Regions from separate parts of the Mus musculus genome. Here all the other regions are linked to region 5. The links are chromatin contacts, called in public Hi-C and HiChIP or PLAC-seq maps. All regions are on one chromosome and are shown on one strand. Each heading gives the region's core, a stretch centred on a gene start, on an enhancer-like site or on the middle of the called end of the contact. The rest is flanking DNA. Distances are from core to core; before and after follow the strand shown. Region 1 has its middle 6.0 kb from the start of Gm31420. Region 2 holds the start of Zfp697 (zinc finger protein 697). Region 3 holds the start of Phgdh (3-phosphoglycerate dehydrogenase). Region 4 holds the start of Hmgcs2 (3-hydroxy-3-methylglutaryl-Coenzyme A synthase 2). Region 5 holds the start of Notch2 (notch 2).

The links. A called contact is a pair of places that touch in the nucleus more often than the background predicts. HiChIP or PLAC-seq counts read pairs in DNA pulled down with a chosen protein or histone mark.
Region 1: a contact with region 5 is called in a Hi-C map of muscle stem cells, with 5 times the contacts expected there. The contact joins the enhancer-like site here to the promoter of Notch2 in region 5. A contact is called at or near these places in 2 of 39 promoter capture datasets (the C10 cell line and pre-B cells), 1 of 484 Hi-C or Micro-C datasets (muscle stem cells) and 1 of 115 datasets of contacts at active chromatin or transcription factors (pancreatic cancer cells).
Region 2: a contact with region 5 is called in a FOXA1 HiChIP or PLAC-seq map of pancreatic cancer cells. The contact joins the promoter of Zfp697 here to the promoter of Notch2 in region 5. A contact is called at or near these places in 4 of 39 promoter capture datasets (the 3T3-L1 cell line, neural stem cells and pre-B cells) and 1 of 115 datasets of contacts at active chromatin or transcription factors (pancreatic cancer cells).
Region 3: a contact with region 5 is called in an H3K4me3 HiChIP or PLAC-seq map of embryonic stem cells, with 16 read pairs. The contact joins the promoter of Phgdh here to the promoter of Notch2 in region 5. A contact is called at or near these places in 9 of 39 promoter capture datasets (the 3T3-L1 cell line, 3T3-L1-derived adipocytes, the C10 cell line and 5 more), 8 of 484 Hi-C or Micro-C datasets (B cells, CD4 T cells, CD8 T cells and 4 more), 6 of 115 datasets of contacts at active chromatin or transcription factors (the SCID.adh cell line, bone marrow-derived dendritic cells, bone marrow-derived macrophages and 3 more) and 1 of 9 other capture datasets (adipose tissue).
Region 4: an H3K4me3 HiChIP or PLAC-seq map of forebrain shows a contact between it and region 5, with 3 times the contacts expected there. The contact joins the promoter of Hmgcs2 here to the promoter of Notch2 in region 5. A contact is called at or near these places in 3 of 39 promoter capture datasets (the HPC-7 cell line, cranial neural crest and liver), 1 of 484 Hi-C or Micro-C datasets (embryonic fibroblasts) and 3 of 115 datasets of contacts at active chromatin or transcription factors (the SCID.adh cell line, forebrain and pancreatic cancer cells).

The regions. Positions count from the first base shown.
Region 1 is chr3:98,355,547-98,358,246 of GRCm38.p6, forward strand. No RefSeq gene overlaps it. Among named protein-coding and RNA genes, the nearest start is that of Gm31420, 6.0 kb to the left of the region's middle. Within about 2 kb of position 1,290, at least 77 of the 459 cell types and tissues checked have an H3K27ac peak or open chromatin away from gene starts, as enhancers often do. A contact at or near this core is called in muscle stem cells and pancreatic cancer cells, where this site is marked.
Region 2 is chr3:98,381,139-98,383,838 of GRCm38.p6, forward strand. It overlaps Zfp697 (zinc finger protein 697), which reads left to right and starts at 1,343. Exons shown (of 3, transcript NM_172863.4): 1 at 1,343-1,440. It also overlaps a transcript of Gm52610 not described here.
Region 3 is chr3:98,338,502-98,341,349 of GRCm38.p6, forward strand. Phgdh (3-phosphoglycerate dehydrogenase) reads right to left here and starts at 1,468. Exons shown (of 12, transcript NM_016966.3): 1 at 1,194-1,468. The coding sequence starts at 1,331.
Region 4 is chr3:98,278,915-98,281,691 of GRCm38.p6, forward strand. Hmgcs2 (3-hydroxy-3-methylglutaryl-Coenzyme A synthase 2) reads left to right here and starts at 1,517. Exons shown (of 10, transcript NM_008256.4): 1 at 1,517-1,673. The coding sequence starts at 1,570.
Region 5 is chr3:98,012,267-98,014,966 of GRCm38.p6, forward strand. Notch2 (notch 2) reads left to right here and starts at 1,272. Exons shown (of 34, transcript NM_010928.2): 1 at 1,272-1,505. The coding sequence starts at 1,433.

The DNA of each region.
Region 1 (2,700 bases), core at 40-2,539, 340 kb after region 5:
TTCTCAGAGGAGAAGAGGAGAGGGATGAAGGGAGGGGCCATGTGAGGGAAGGACCGGGAGGAGAGGGAGGCTGAGATCAGGATGTAAAGTGAACAAATGAATAAATTAATCAGTGGAAAAATGCGTATTTATTTTATTTTATGTGTAAGAAGAGGGTGTCAAGCCCCTGTAGCTGGAGGTCTGGAGGGTTGTGAGCCACCCTGTGGAAGAACAGGCACACAGCACAGTGACTTCTGCCTCATGTGTACTTTTCTATCGGTTGTTTTAATTGTTCACTTTCCAGGCCTCGCTGAGATACCCAAGACAGAAACACAAATGCCTCTCTGTCCCCATGCTGCACACTCATTTGCCGACTGTGAGTGGCACGTTTTATAGAATGGAATGCACAGAATGAGGTGTGCCCTGGGGAGGAAATTCCTGTGTGGATGGATGACTGGTTCCAGCTCATTACCACCATGGCATCCTTCAAAGATGACACACATCTCTCCCAGCTGTGCTTTCCCCGTCTGCTCAGTCTCCGTGTAATTTGATTAAATGTGTCTTTTCCCCCCATCATAATGGAGAGAGAGGCCATGATCCTAGTATGCTAGGAAGATGAGTGCTGGCTGAGGAAACCTGAGACAGGCAGTGGCACCTGTCAGGCCCTGGCTGTATGGACTGCAGGTGGAGGTGCATAGGCCCCTTGGAGAGCGAGCGTATGATGACCCCATGTGACCTGGATGCCCGATATTGAACTGCAGAATCTGGTGTTCACGCTGCTGGGTTTCAGTCTTTGTTTGATCCAGTGTTTCTTTTTTGCTATTTTCCTGCTCCTTCCTTTTGGGATGTGATTTTAAAAATTTGTTATTATTATAATTGTTGTTGTTATTATTATTATTATGGTGTGTGAGATATGTGTGAATATGCATGCATATACGGTGCACATGTGGCCAGGGGCCAGCTCTCAGGATCCACTCTCTCCTTCCATTTTTTACCGTGTGATCCAAGGATCCAACACAGGCCATCAGATTTGTGGGCAAATGTTATTATTCACTGGTATCTGATGGATGGCCTGTATGTGATCTTGTCTCCTCCTCCTCTTCCTCCTCCTCTTCCTTCTTCTTTGAAACTAAAATGTCCTTTCCTGAGGGAGGAGGGAGATTCATGGGTCCCATCTCCAAGGTTTTATAAGCAATAAACTTTTATGAGGAAGAGGAAAAAGGAGTCTTTGGTGACTGCCACACATTGAGCAGGAGCTCCAGGGATGTCACCACCTACTTTAGTGGTTGGGTTTTGGGTGACACAGCTCATTTTGAGTCATTGTTTATCTGGTCTGTCCATGCTATGGGGGTGGGGGTGGTGGTGTGAATTGATGTTTCTTTATGTCCCATTAGGAAAAATACTGTAACAACTACCACTTCTGGCTGCATTGCCTCAGCAAGTTTATTGAAGTCAGAATAGTTTTGATTCATTTAGACTGGGAGTCACATGACCATTCCTTGTTTCCCCCATAAAGACTAGAAAGTCAGTACCTTGTTCTCTTCCTCTTTTGTATTTAATTTCCTGTCAAAGCATAGGCTAACGTGGAAGATGCCATGTGTTTGTGATAGTCTGTTGCAATCCCTTCCTCACAGGGACACACTCTTTCTGGGTAGGTAACACAGCCTCCACTGGCTCCTTAGCGACAGCAGGGGAAGCACAACTACGACCTGGAGGTGTGTGATGACATACCATTTGGTGAAGTCAGCCATGTTGGGTTTGCCCCCTCAGACTGCTGGGCAGAGGCAATGAAACTTCTCCCAAACTCATCTGTATTCAGGAACCAAGGGCAACATGTCTTGGGGAGATGTAAACAAACCCTAGACAGGGCAGCAAGAATAGACCAAAGAAGCAACTGCATCCAAGTGTGGCTTGATGAGGCAGGAGGATTAGTGGACTGACTTACACAGCATGTGGCCCAGGCTGGCCTTGAACTCACTCAATAGAGGAAGATGACCTCGGACTCCCTCTGGGTCCTCCTGCTCCCACCTCCCAAGTGCTGGAATCACCTTGCTTGGCTTAGGAAATGTTCTCATATAAATGTTTTAGTTTCTTATTGTCTGATTTTGAATTTTAAAAAGTCAGATTTATTACTATCATTGTTTTTGTATGATGCGTGTACAGGCACATGCCTCACAGCATGTGTGTTTATTGTGGGAAATACCAAAAGAATCGGCAAGTTCCCGTGCTTTTCCCAGCTACTCTCAGTCCTGCCAGGCTGGTCGGCTTGTTCTTATCTCATGGAGACTCTTTAACTCAGAGCTCCAAAATCTCTCCATCCAGCTCACTAAGTTCCTTCAGGAGGGTCGCTGCCATACCAACCCAGTGCTTCAAAACCCCATGACCTTTGTGGTGTACCTCAGGCAAACCCACTCTTTGCCGCTGTACTTTTCTCTCTTGAACCCACATGAGGCACCCTGTGAAGGAAATGCAACACAAACTTAGTTCAGAAACAATGATAACTCAATCTCTGGGCACAACAACTGAAATCCTAACTTATTAAATCCAAATCCTCTGGTGGCGAATCCTAAAGGATTCACCGTTGAAACTGGGAGACACTCGTCATTACATCTTGTCCTCATGCTATCCCTATCTAAAAAGAGGTCCTACTCTCTCCTGCTTCCTCTCTTCCTCCATCCAACCTGGAAGTCCCTCCTAATCGCCCAGTGATGGGCTTCTTTA
Region 2 (2,700 bases), core at 93-2,592, 370 kb after region 5:
TATTTTTCAAGTATTCTAGAAAATCTTAGGACCCATCCTTTCCTTGATTGACTTACTATACCCTTCCTGCCATCCTTTGGTAAAATGACTCAGCTCAGCTTTTAGTCATTTAGTTTTTGTGTGTTTGCTTTTTGCTTTCAAGACAAAATTTTCCTGTTTAGCCCTGGCTGTCCTAGACCTCCCTCTGCAGACCAGGCTGGCCTATAACTCACAGAGATCTATCTGCTTCTGCCTCCTGGGTGCTGGGATTAAAGGTGTGCTCCACCATCCGGCTTGTCATTTAGGCTCTCACATATGTAATTCATGAAGTTTATTTTTTATCTCTCAATTACTTCTCTTAAAAAGAAGCCTGGGCAGAGGCCAACAGTGGAGAAAAGGGATGTCACCAGGCCAGGATCTAGGAATGATCAGCTCTGCATGGTTTTTAGGGCAAAAGTGCTAAGATCTTTAAGGAGCCTGGATACCAGAAGAGCAGCCAAATGTTTTTCTTAAACAGGCCACAGCCAGAGTCCTGACTGCATAGAGTTGTGGTTCTCAACCTTCCTAATGCTGCGACCCTTCATGTTGTGGTGACTCCTAACCATTATTTTCATTGCTACTTTATAATTTTGTTACTGTTTATCAACTGTAATGTTGATAAATATCTGTGTTTTCTGATGGTCTTAGGCCACTTCTGCGAGAAGACCATTTGATCCACAAGGGGTCGTGACAGACAGGTTGAGAAACACTGAGCTAGAGAACCTGGGAGGTGAAAAAGTTGGTAGATGGACAGAGCACTGGCCACGCATGCAGGGGGCTTTAAGGTAGATTAGCGCACAACAGAAACAAAGCAAAACAACAAACTCGGGTTGGTATACACCTGAAGAGTAGGAAGAAGAATCGCGGTGAGTTGTCTAGGTGAGTCCCAGGCTAGGCTGAGTGTCAGAGTATGCTCGCCTCCCCCAGCCTCACCTTATGGAAGACCATCTATTAGAAGAAGAAGCGGGGGTGGGGTGGGGTGGGGTGGGGTGGGGGAAGCCGACGTAAAGAGAGCATATCACAAAGTTCACTTCTAAAGAAAAGGCCGCTCGCACTGCGCGCCCAGGGCAGCAAGCGTGTGAGGGCAGCATGCGTCTGCAGGATCGCGACTCTACCAAGCGGCGGCGGGTCGGCCATCGGCTCCGAGCTACTACAGCCCGACAGGGTCCTCTCCTCCAGTCCTGGGGTCTGAGTAGAGCCCCCGTTGTTGCTGCGGTGGCAGGAAGTCTCGGTGAACTACAAATCGAGGCATGCTGGGAACATTCCCTGCTCCTCCCAGGAAATGTCCTTTGTCCAGCCCCACAGGAAGCCCCAGCGAGGAGGTAGTGGGCAGCCAGCCCGAGTGCCAGCCCGCGGTTGCATAGCCTCAGCACCGGGCGCCAGGCTTGGGCAGTGCGCTCAGAGCTGCCCGGCGCATCACAGGTAGGAGCGCTGCTGCGGCTGGGCGCGCCGGCTTCGCGGATAGGGAGCTGGGAACCTGAGCTGATCATCTAGGGGCTGGGATGTGTGCTGTGGCTGAGCTGCCGCGCGAAGCTGTCCTTCGCACACTGGACTGTGGTCCGCCACCCCGTGGGCTCAGGAACCAAGGACAGAAGGGGACCCTTCGTGTCCTATAGCTGGGTTGAGCTCCCTTTGGTCTCTGTGGCGAGGGGAGGGGAGGAGGAGGCTGAGACTGCGCTGCCAGAGCAAGTCGGACCGTCCCACAGACCACCGAAGGGGGCATCAGAGACCCTGGGAGACCAAGCCCAGGGAGGAGCTTGCAAGACAAGCAGAAGGTGAAAGGCTTTGTGTGCATCGGTGCATCAGCTTAGATCGTGCTCCCTTTGCCTACTAAGTCAGTGCCCCCAGCCCCACTGTGAGGAAGGGGATGAAGGCGGGGACTTTGCGAAGGTCAGCAGGTTCATTTTGGCCCTTGTGAAACGTGTCTGTTACCTGCTCCTCCCATCTGTCTGACCGATTCGGATTGCCACCTGGGGGCTGCGATCGGACTGGGAGAAAGGTACAATGAGGACCTGCGAAAGGAAGGCTGAGCTAGCCAGCCGCGCGTGGCTCAGGAGGGGTCGTTGTCTGGTTTTGCTAGAATCCCCAACCACAAATATCCACGTTGGCTGATCATGGGCAGGTGGTGGACAGAGCTGGAGCCTGCGGCCAGAGAGCTTATTGAGGCTCAGGTGGCCTGGGGTGAGGCATATGTTAGCATGAGGGATGGTGAAGAGGAACAGTGAGACAGAGACCCTGGATGTACCTTACAGCCAGAGCACACAATAGCAGGTCTCTAGAACGGGACTTTAAGACTTCCTCTGGGACTTCCTCTGATTTAACCTTTATTTTCTTAACCACGCCCCCATCCCCCCCCCGCAGTGAATCAGCCACCCCCCACATGAGTATGAGGCATAATTTAATTTAGTGCTGTAATCCTGCCTGTTGAGTCAGGCTCCGTTGGCTGTCAGCATTCCCATATAGTGGGTCTCTTCCCAAGAGACCGTTGTGGTAAATGTGGCAATAGCTAGCGAGTTGGTGGTCTTTGTGAGCTGCTATGGACAAATGGGCAAGTTTAAACACAACCGGAGTGTGACTCCCATAAGGGAATTAATTCACCTGCCTCTGATGCCTTTCTGATCTTCTATGTGTATACAAGTGTGCATCCCTTCTCTTAAGGAAACATATGGTGATTACTTAATG
Region 3 (2,848 bases), core at 218-2,717, 330 kb after region 5:
ACGGAGATCCACCTGCCTCTGCCTCCTGAGTGCTGGAATTAAAGGTATGTGCCATCTCCACCTAGCTCTTTCAAGCTTCTTAAAGACCAGGCCTAGAAAAAGTCTGCGAATAAGGGCTGCTGGGCACGTGGCTATTAGCTCGGTAGAGGAAAAGGGATTGGGGGCGGGGAAGGGTCTTGGGAGAAATAGACAAGCGAGCTCAGAGAGTTTCCAGGGTTGCAAGAACAACCCCGCTTGGTCTCTGCGGTTTGAGGCCTCAGCCTGAGCAGGAAGACTGGTACATTCCTCCTGGCTGCAGGCCCTAAGCGAGCACGTGGAACTTTGGGGGTGGGGCAGTACAGCTGGGACGAGACAGCATACCTGGATGGATTAGATCTACAGGAAGGGCAGGAACTGAAGTGCTCACAAAGCAGAAACCCCTTCCTTACGTCTGAACAAAGTCACCCGATTTACACAAGCTTTTCAAATAAGTGAAAGACTTTTAAGTTTTATAACGATTAGAGGTTTGCTCCGAAGACTTCGTAGAAGTAACCTGTCCCAACTGCGCTTGGAACAGGATTCTGATGTAGTGAAGTCGGGCCTGATCGGCAATGAAGCCAATGGTGGAGGTTGACTCCCGGCGGCGGCCGCGTGGGCGGCGCGGGGCTCCGGCTGCACCCCCGGGCCGCCCGGAATCCTGCGAGCGCTCCCCGGGGCGGGGGAAAGAGCGCCAAGGTCTTGCATCAGACAAAAGGCGGTGCGAGTCCGCTGCCACAAATGCCACGGGACCCGCAGGAGCAGAGCCAGCGCCCCGCGCCCCCTGCCCCCACCCCAGGAGTCTGCACTGAGCAGGGATGGTGTGCGTGTAGCACCCCGAGCCGGGAGCTCGCAGCCTGGGTCGCCAGGCACGAAAGCTCCAGAGAGGTTCTGGCATTCGAGAGAGGTTCTGGCATCCCGCAGGACCAGATGGAGCAGCTGCACTTTGCAGCGCCGGCAAGAAACACGCGGTAGCAAAAAGCACAAAAAGTTTGCATTCTGCACCTCCAGGCCATTCGTTCCTCTCTGCTTTTCCTCCCTCCCACTGCTGGTCCCGAATCTCCGGAGGCCCCGGGACCAACTGATAAGATAGGGGAGGACAGCCCTGGAACCACTGGGGTCAGCGGGTTTGGCCATAAAGATGCCCGGTGATTACGCTTGTGTCCGGCTCGCCTTACCTGGAGTTCAGCTATCAGCTCCTCCTTGCTCAAGTTCTGCTTCTCCACCACCTGCAGCCCTCCATCTTGCAGGATCTTCCGGCAGCAGGGGTCCAGGCTGTCACTGATGAGTACTTTGCGCAGATTTGCGAAGGCCATTGCTAGAGTCAGGCCTTAGAATCAGTTGCTGTGGGTGGGCAGAAGCACTTAGTTCAGGAAACTGCAAGCAGGGCTGGCTCCGGTGACTGGGCAGGGTTCTCGATCTCCCGCTCCCCCTTTATCCTCCCCCTCCTCGCGCCAACAGTCTCCTTTTGATTGGTCAGAAATGCTTAAACTCTGCTGACTCCGCCTCCCCGGGCAGAGCCTCCCACACATTTTTTTTTTTTTTTTTAAATCCTACACAGACTACACTTCCAGCAGTGAAGCCCTTACCTGCCCCGGGTGAGCTTTAACACGCACGATTTATGCCAGCAGGCTGATTTATATTGGAAATAAACAGAAATACGCTGTCTCCACGAGGGAATTAAATCTCATAGTAACTTCTTTCCTCTTAAAGACCATTTATTGGCTGGGTATTTATAACTCCTAGTTGAGCATAATTAGACTGAGTAAGGCCACGGGTTCGATTCTCAGCAACGCACACACACACACACACACACACACACACACACACACACACACACCGTTAGGAGATTAAGGAACAAGGTGTGTGTGTGTGTGTGTGTGTGTACATAAGAGTTGGTTCTTGCCTTCCACCAATCCCAGTGGGAGATGAGAGACAAGTCTGGGAAAGGCAAGGGCTTCTTATTCCTTACCCCCCAAAAGACTTTAAGATTAAATCTAGATACAGTAAGGGCCATGAATGAGGCTGGAGGACCACTTGAACCCAGGAGTTCCAGGTCAGCCCCAGATGGGAGTCAGGGAGGGGGAGAGAAGTACAAGGGTGGTAGTGGTTTTAGTCTTTAGAAGTTAGATGATTACTTTTTTTTTTTTTAGAAGGGATTAAATCTGTTAGGTAAATTCAGCCTTGATTATATTATATAAATAACACCCCTTACTATTATACCTCACAATCTTAACATCAAATGTAAGTAAGAGAGTCTCTTTCAGAACTATGTACTGACAAGTCCTCTGCCTGTGCTGTTACCTCCATCCACAAAACAGGAACCCTGGCCTTCTTGGAAGAACTGGGGAAGTAGTTCTGCCCTTTCCTCTAGACTTTCCTTCCTTTCCCTTCTCTGGCCCAGCCCCTTGGGAAAAGAGAGACTTCAGCAGCCACAGCAGGCCAGCTCGGATGCCCTTGGCTCTCCGGATAAGAGTAACAGTAACAGGGTTCATAGGGACCGGAGGAGAGCAGCCGACTTAATTTTCTATTTGGAGACCAGTGGTGAGCCCCAAACCTGCACAGTGAGAAGTAAAGCAGATAATTTTTCGGGTAGAATATCAATGATCCAGCGGGGGTTGATTTCCAGCTTCTTAAACAAACAAACAAAAAGAAGAAGAAGAAGAGGAAGAAGAAGAAGAAGAAGAAGAAACGGACTCTGAAAGTATCTCTCCAGGCTTTTGCTTTCTTCTCCGTAACGTGAGCCTGACAGTAGGGAAGTGTCCGATGTGGGGATGAGATAAGAAAGACATCTTGGGGATTAGTGTGCCCTGCACCCCTTCACTCTAAGCCA
Region 4 (2,777 bases), core at 267-2,766, 270 kb after region 5:
AAGGGCTTGGAGAGCCACAGATGCTCTCAGTAGGGGCCTTGCCACAAAGAGGCTGTTGCAGGTAGGCATGGCCTAAGCTGCAGTCTCATGGGGATTCAACAGTATGGAGACAGAGACATAAAGTGGAGAGGGGACCAGGGAGCCTCCGGATTTAGGGGAAATAGGTGGAGCTTCTGGCTTCTGGGAAATAAATAAACCAAGAGCTATCCTGGTTCTTGAGACTCTTTCATAGAGTTGCATTAGATATCAGGGTTAACTGCTTCAACTGCTGTGTGAGTGAGACATAGGGACTTTCTACATGAGGAGCATGAGATAGAGACTCATCTTTAAGACTTTTGTCTTAAGAAGTAGTAGAGGATCTGGATGGGTGGCTCAGTGGGTAAAGTGAAAGTGTGGAGCCTGAGTTTGGAACCCCATACCTGTGTAAAAGCACATACCCGTACCCCAGCTCTGGAACCGCAGAGGCAGGAAGATCCTAGGAGCCCTTTTGGCCACCCCAATAGGCAAGCTCCAGGTTCAGAGGGAGAGACACACATCATTTTAAGACTAAGATTGAGAGTGCTAAAGGATGGTATTGATGCTAGCCCCTGGCAGCCACAGGTGTGCTCAAGTGGGAGCATGGCTGCATGCACACAGCCACAGGTGCACACTCATAGGAGCACAATTACATGCACAGTCCGGAGTCAAAAGATGCTGGGGGATCCCCACTCTGCAGCTTTGTAGACATGGGTCTTTGAGGACTCTGTCCTCCCTGTCTCTAAAATCCAACTTGTAATAAACTTCTCCTTCCTAGGAAAGCCTGAACTTCAAGACAGTCTCCTTTTGAGGGATTCTGAACCTCTCTAGCAGCATCTGCTGCGTCCCTCTTGGAAGCTCTGTGAAGCTCTGTGTAAGCATAATGACGGACAATAAAGATAAGAGGAAAACAACCAGCTCCACAGACCAAAGCCAGCCAGCCCGTCAGATGTGCGTCAACACCTACTCTCAACTGCTTGAAGAGCTGGTATTAAAAGGTTATACCAGTAATCACAGTGCTCATGGAGGCTGAGGGAGGAAGACTGATTTCAAGTTCAAGGCTAGCCTGGGGTATTTAAGAAGAAATGGAGGTGGAGGGGGGATTACTCTTTGGTTTTGAAAGCTGCTTCTTATAGAAATGGTAAGAATAACATCTGACTGCATAAAGTGGTTAGGGGTTAGGAACAGATGGTGAGCCACTCAGCAGAGGAATCAGGAGGCTGCAGAGACGAGTTGGGTGACTGCTGATTGTTGGATGTGTTAGAAGGAGCATGCAAGCTTGCATGGTTAGGCAAAAATAAGGCCAACAATGAAGTCTCAGAGCCAGCCAGCTAGATACCAGCCAGGAACAGTGCAGCTATGTACATGTTAGACATGATGTTTTCCTTTGACTTGTTCTGAGACCTTTGGCCCAGTTTTTCCCCAAGCAGGCAGGGGCCTCGATAAGCGGAGGCGGGGCTTCCAGAGCCTGGAGTCTTATAAAGCCCAACCCAGAATCGTTGGGCATCTCTCCCAAGGGCTGTGGACTGCTGGCTTTCTGTTGATACCTTAGAGATGCAGCGGCTTTTGGCTCCAGCGAGGCGGGTCCTGCAAGTGAAGAGAGCGATGCAGGAAACTTCGCTCACACCTGCTCACCTGCTCTCAGCAGCCCAGCAGAGGTGAGTGGCCTGCTCAGAGGGTCTACATAGATCACTCCCAGACAAGCACCGTGGGGACCAGTAAAACGCGGGGCTTGTTGGAGGACTCACTAGAACCTCAGTCAAAAGCTGGCGAGGTTGTACTCAGTTATAAACAAGTTAGCCTCATTTCTAGACAGCACCTGTTAACTGTTGAGCTGGAAGTGTCTAAGCCAGAGGTCCTCAGCCTTCCTAATGCTGCAACCCTTAATACAGTTCCTCAGGTTGTGGTGACCCCCGCAACCATAAAATTATTTTTATTTCTGCCTCATAACTAATTTTGCTGCTATTATGAATCATAATGTAAATATCTGATATGCAAGATGTATTTTTATTGTCGTAAACTGATCCAAGGGGACAGGACGCACAGGACTCCCAGCCTAAGCCTCTGATGCACTTTGTTTAGGAAAAGCAGCAGCCTTTCCTCTGCCGGCCACAGGGGGCAGCAGACCTCAGGATCCTGCAGCTGCAGTTGTGGTTTAACTGCTTGCTGTCGTTCACTGTGGCAAGATCCAGTATGGACCAAAGAGACGAAGCAGTGTTTCTCCGTGCTTCGGTTTTGTGAGATGAAAGATAAAAATTGTGTGTGTGTTTCTCACTGTGTGTGTGGGGTGGGGTGGATGGGTGGATACATGTACTTGTGAAAGAAAAACAAACATGCCTTCTTTCTTTGTAAACACCCTTCAGTCTCGTCCAAGTAACTGTGGTTGCTCAGAGTTGATGGGACACATCTGGGCTTTGTGCTTCAGGCTCCCAGCTACTTGGGTGTTTTCTCTTTTGCTCTTTGTCCACTGAGCTCAGAGTCCCAGGGCTTCCTTTCCACTTATACCCATGAGTACTGAGTTTTTAGGGAACCTCTTTGCTATGGTGCCCTCCCTTGTCCCGCCCTGCTGGAGCCTGGGTATAGGTGTGGAGGGGAAAGGAGCAGTGCCCTTAAACCTCCTGATTTGCTTTTAGCGCCACTGACATCCACTTCCCCACCCTTGCAAAACCACTGCGTTTTATTTGAATGTTCCAGCTTAGACTTTAGCTTGCTTCTTTTCTATTTGCGAGGAAGTTATGGGGTTTACTTATTTCAGGGCCAGA
Region 5 (2,700 bases), core at 22-2,521:
TGAGGCATGTGCATAGTCAAACCTGGCTTTCACTGTGAGTGTTGGAGATTTGAACTCAGGTCCCCGTGCTTGCACAGCAAGCACTCTTTCCCGCTGATCCATTTCCTCAGACTCTATAGTGCTTATTAAACTGCAGTTTTAATGTTCACACCCATTTGCACTTGCTGAACGGTATTCTGCATTCTAGGTCACCATCTACTAATTGATAGGCACTAGTGATGAAGGCCATGATCCTGGGCCATAAAGACTTCCCCGTGTAGTCAAGACAGAAATACAAACAGTCCTGTGTTACTTATGCAATTCCTCGTAGTTGCCAATTTCGTTCTACAAATGCATTTATTCCTAAGACAGATCACACCCTCCACTCTCCCACTTTGGAAATTGTTAGTGTAATAGCTTTATCTTTTAAAAACTATGCACACAAACGTCCATACAATGTTCAGTGTTGTTTGGAAACATTTATATGTAAATGGCATTCTTAGAGTCTCGCTCTGCGATTCGTGTTTTCATCATCATTTTGGTTTTACGGCTGACGTATATGAAGATGGTATTTTCAATTGTATTGCACTTATAATTATGCATTATTCATCTAGTCCCTAAGGGTGGGGCATTTAGGTTACTCTTCACTCGCAGCTATTAATAGGTTATAAAGAGTATTCCTGGTTCTTCTTTCTATTTTCTACACCTTTGACTAGAGTTTCAAGCTCCTGCTGTCTCTTGAAAGCCTCCCCTAAATTCTTCTAGACCCTAGAGCGGACGATTCCAGTGTCCCAAGCACCTTGCTACACGAAGTTCACTAAAAGAACCAAGGATGGGTGGGTGGATGGACGGATGAATGAACGAAATGCCCAGAGCATCTTAAGGAATGTCCTCTTAAGAGTACTTTGGCGCCTTTGCCCTCTGCCTTCCGTTGACAGTCTCGTTTTTGCTCTCCCTCATTCCTCTAACCAGCCAAGAAGTGTGTGGGTGGGTGTGTGGGGCATGAGGTCTGCCTCTCTCTACAAGTTCAGGACCCGGGTAAACCCTAGTGTTTGATGTTGGGCGCTTCAGCCGCCCCCCTTTCCGAGCTCATGGGCGGGCTCGGCGGTCGAGCGGGCGGAGTACGGGGTGCTGCTCACTCAGATCCCTCCGCGCGCAGAGGACCGGCGCTTCTTTCTGCGGGAAACCCCTGGGCGCGCGGCGGCGACGGGGGCGGAGCCTCGCGGTGGGAGGAGGCCGAGGCGGAAGGACACGCGGGCCGCCCAGCCGCGCGGCGCAGCCAGAAACTTTCAGCCAAACTTCGGGCGGCGGCCTGGCTGCGCGGAGTGCAGGGGCGGCGCAGCGGGAGCTCCAGGACTCAGCGAGCCGCGGGGGCAGGGTAGAGCACGCGAGAGCCGGGCTCCTGGTCGGGACCCGCTCCCCATGCGGATCTGCTCTGGCTGCGGCCCCGAAGATGCCCGCTCTGCGTCCCGCCGCGCTGCGGGCGCTGCTGTGGCTCTGGCTGTGCGGCGCGGGCCCCGCGCACGGTGAGTACCGGGCGCCCGGGAGACCATCCCTCTCTGTCTCTGCGCTACGGGGACTGCGTCTTCCAAACTGCCTCGTCCGGGCCTCGAGTCTTGGCAACGCGTAGCGTCCCGGGTTCCGCGTTAGCGGGGTCTCGGGCGAGCAGCTCGCGGGCCGAGGTGCGAGTGTGGTCGGGAGGGCGGCGGGGGCTTGCGGCGTTCCCAGCTTTTGACACCCGGATCGGTCGGTTTGTCCGGAGGAGGAGTTGGGCGTGGGGCTTAGGTCTTGGATAGGTGGAGGCAGCAGTGGGGGAACTGGTGTGGCAGCGTGCTGAGCCACATGATTGAAAATCTCAACTGCTGTTATTCTTTCCGAGGCGCGGAGCTCTGCTGCGGTTCCAGTGTGCGTCCAGCCCCAGGAATGTGGTGTGACGATCCCCAACTCCTCCAACCTGGCAGCAGCTTGCTGCTCTTTTGGCACCGTTGGGGGTGGGGCAGGGGCAGGCGAGGAAAAGTGGAGACGTTGCTTGATCCGAAGTGCTTGCTTAGAAAGGCTTGTTATGGTGGGATATTCCGTGCCCCCTCGCTAACTTGGTGGGAGCCAGGAAAGGAAATCGGATCATATTTTACCCACTCCACCCACATCTTTAGATTTTACATTTCTTTGGAATGTTGTATGGAAAGAACTTCGGCTTTGGAGTCCAGCTCTGTAATCCTGGATTCAAATCTTCTGTATTAACTCACCAATAAAATGGGGATGAAATTACCCAGCTAATAGGATTAATTAAAAGAATGTATATTAAACCCGTAGCACTTAAAAGATGTTCAGAAAAGTTGTTTCAGGGCAGGAGCAGCGGTTTGGTCTGTGCTTCCAATGGGGCTATGTCTTGTACTGGTTTGAAGTCTGTGCTTCCAGTGGGGCTATGTCTTGTACTGGTTCGAAGTCTGTGCTTCCAGTGGGGCTATGTCTTGTACTGGTTTGAAGTCTGTGCTTCCAGTGGGGCTATGTCTTGTACTGGTTTGAAGTCTGTGCTTCCAGTGGGGCTATGTCTTGTACTGGTTTGTTGAACTGGTAGGGTCCCCCTTTACTCAAGAACAATTAACTTTTACCAGAAAAACTCTAGTACATTTCCTCAGAGAAGGGATGAGTTTCAGAAAAGTATGGTCTTTGTTCATTGTAACAGGCAGCTGACATGCCAATCGCAGATGCTTTGAGGAA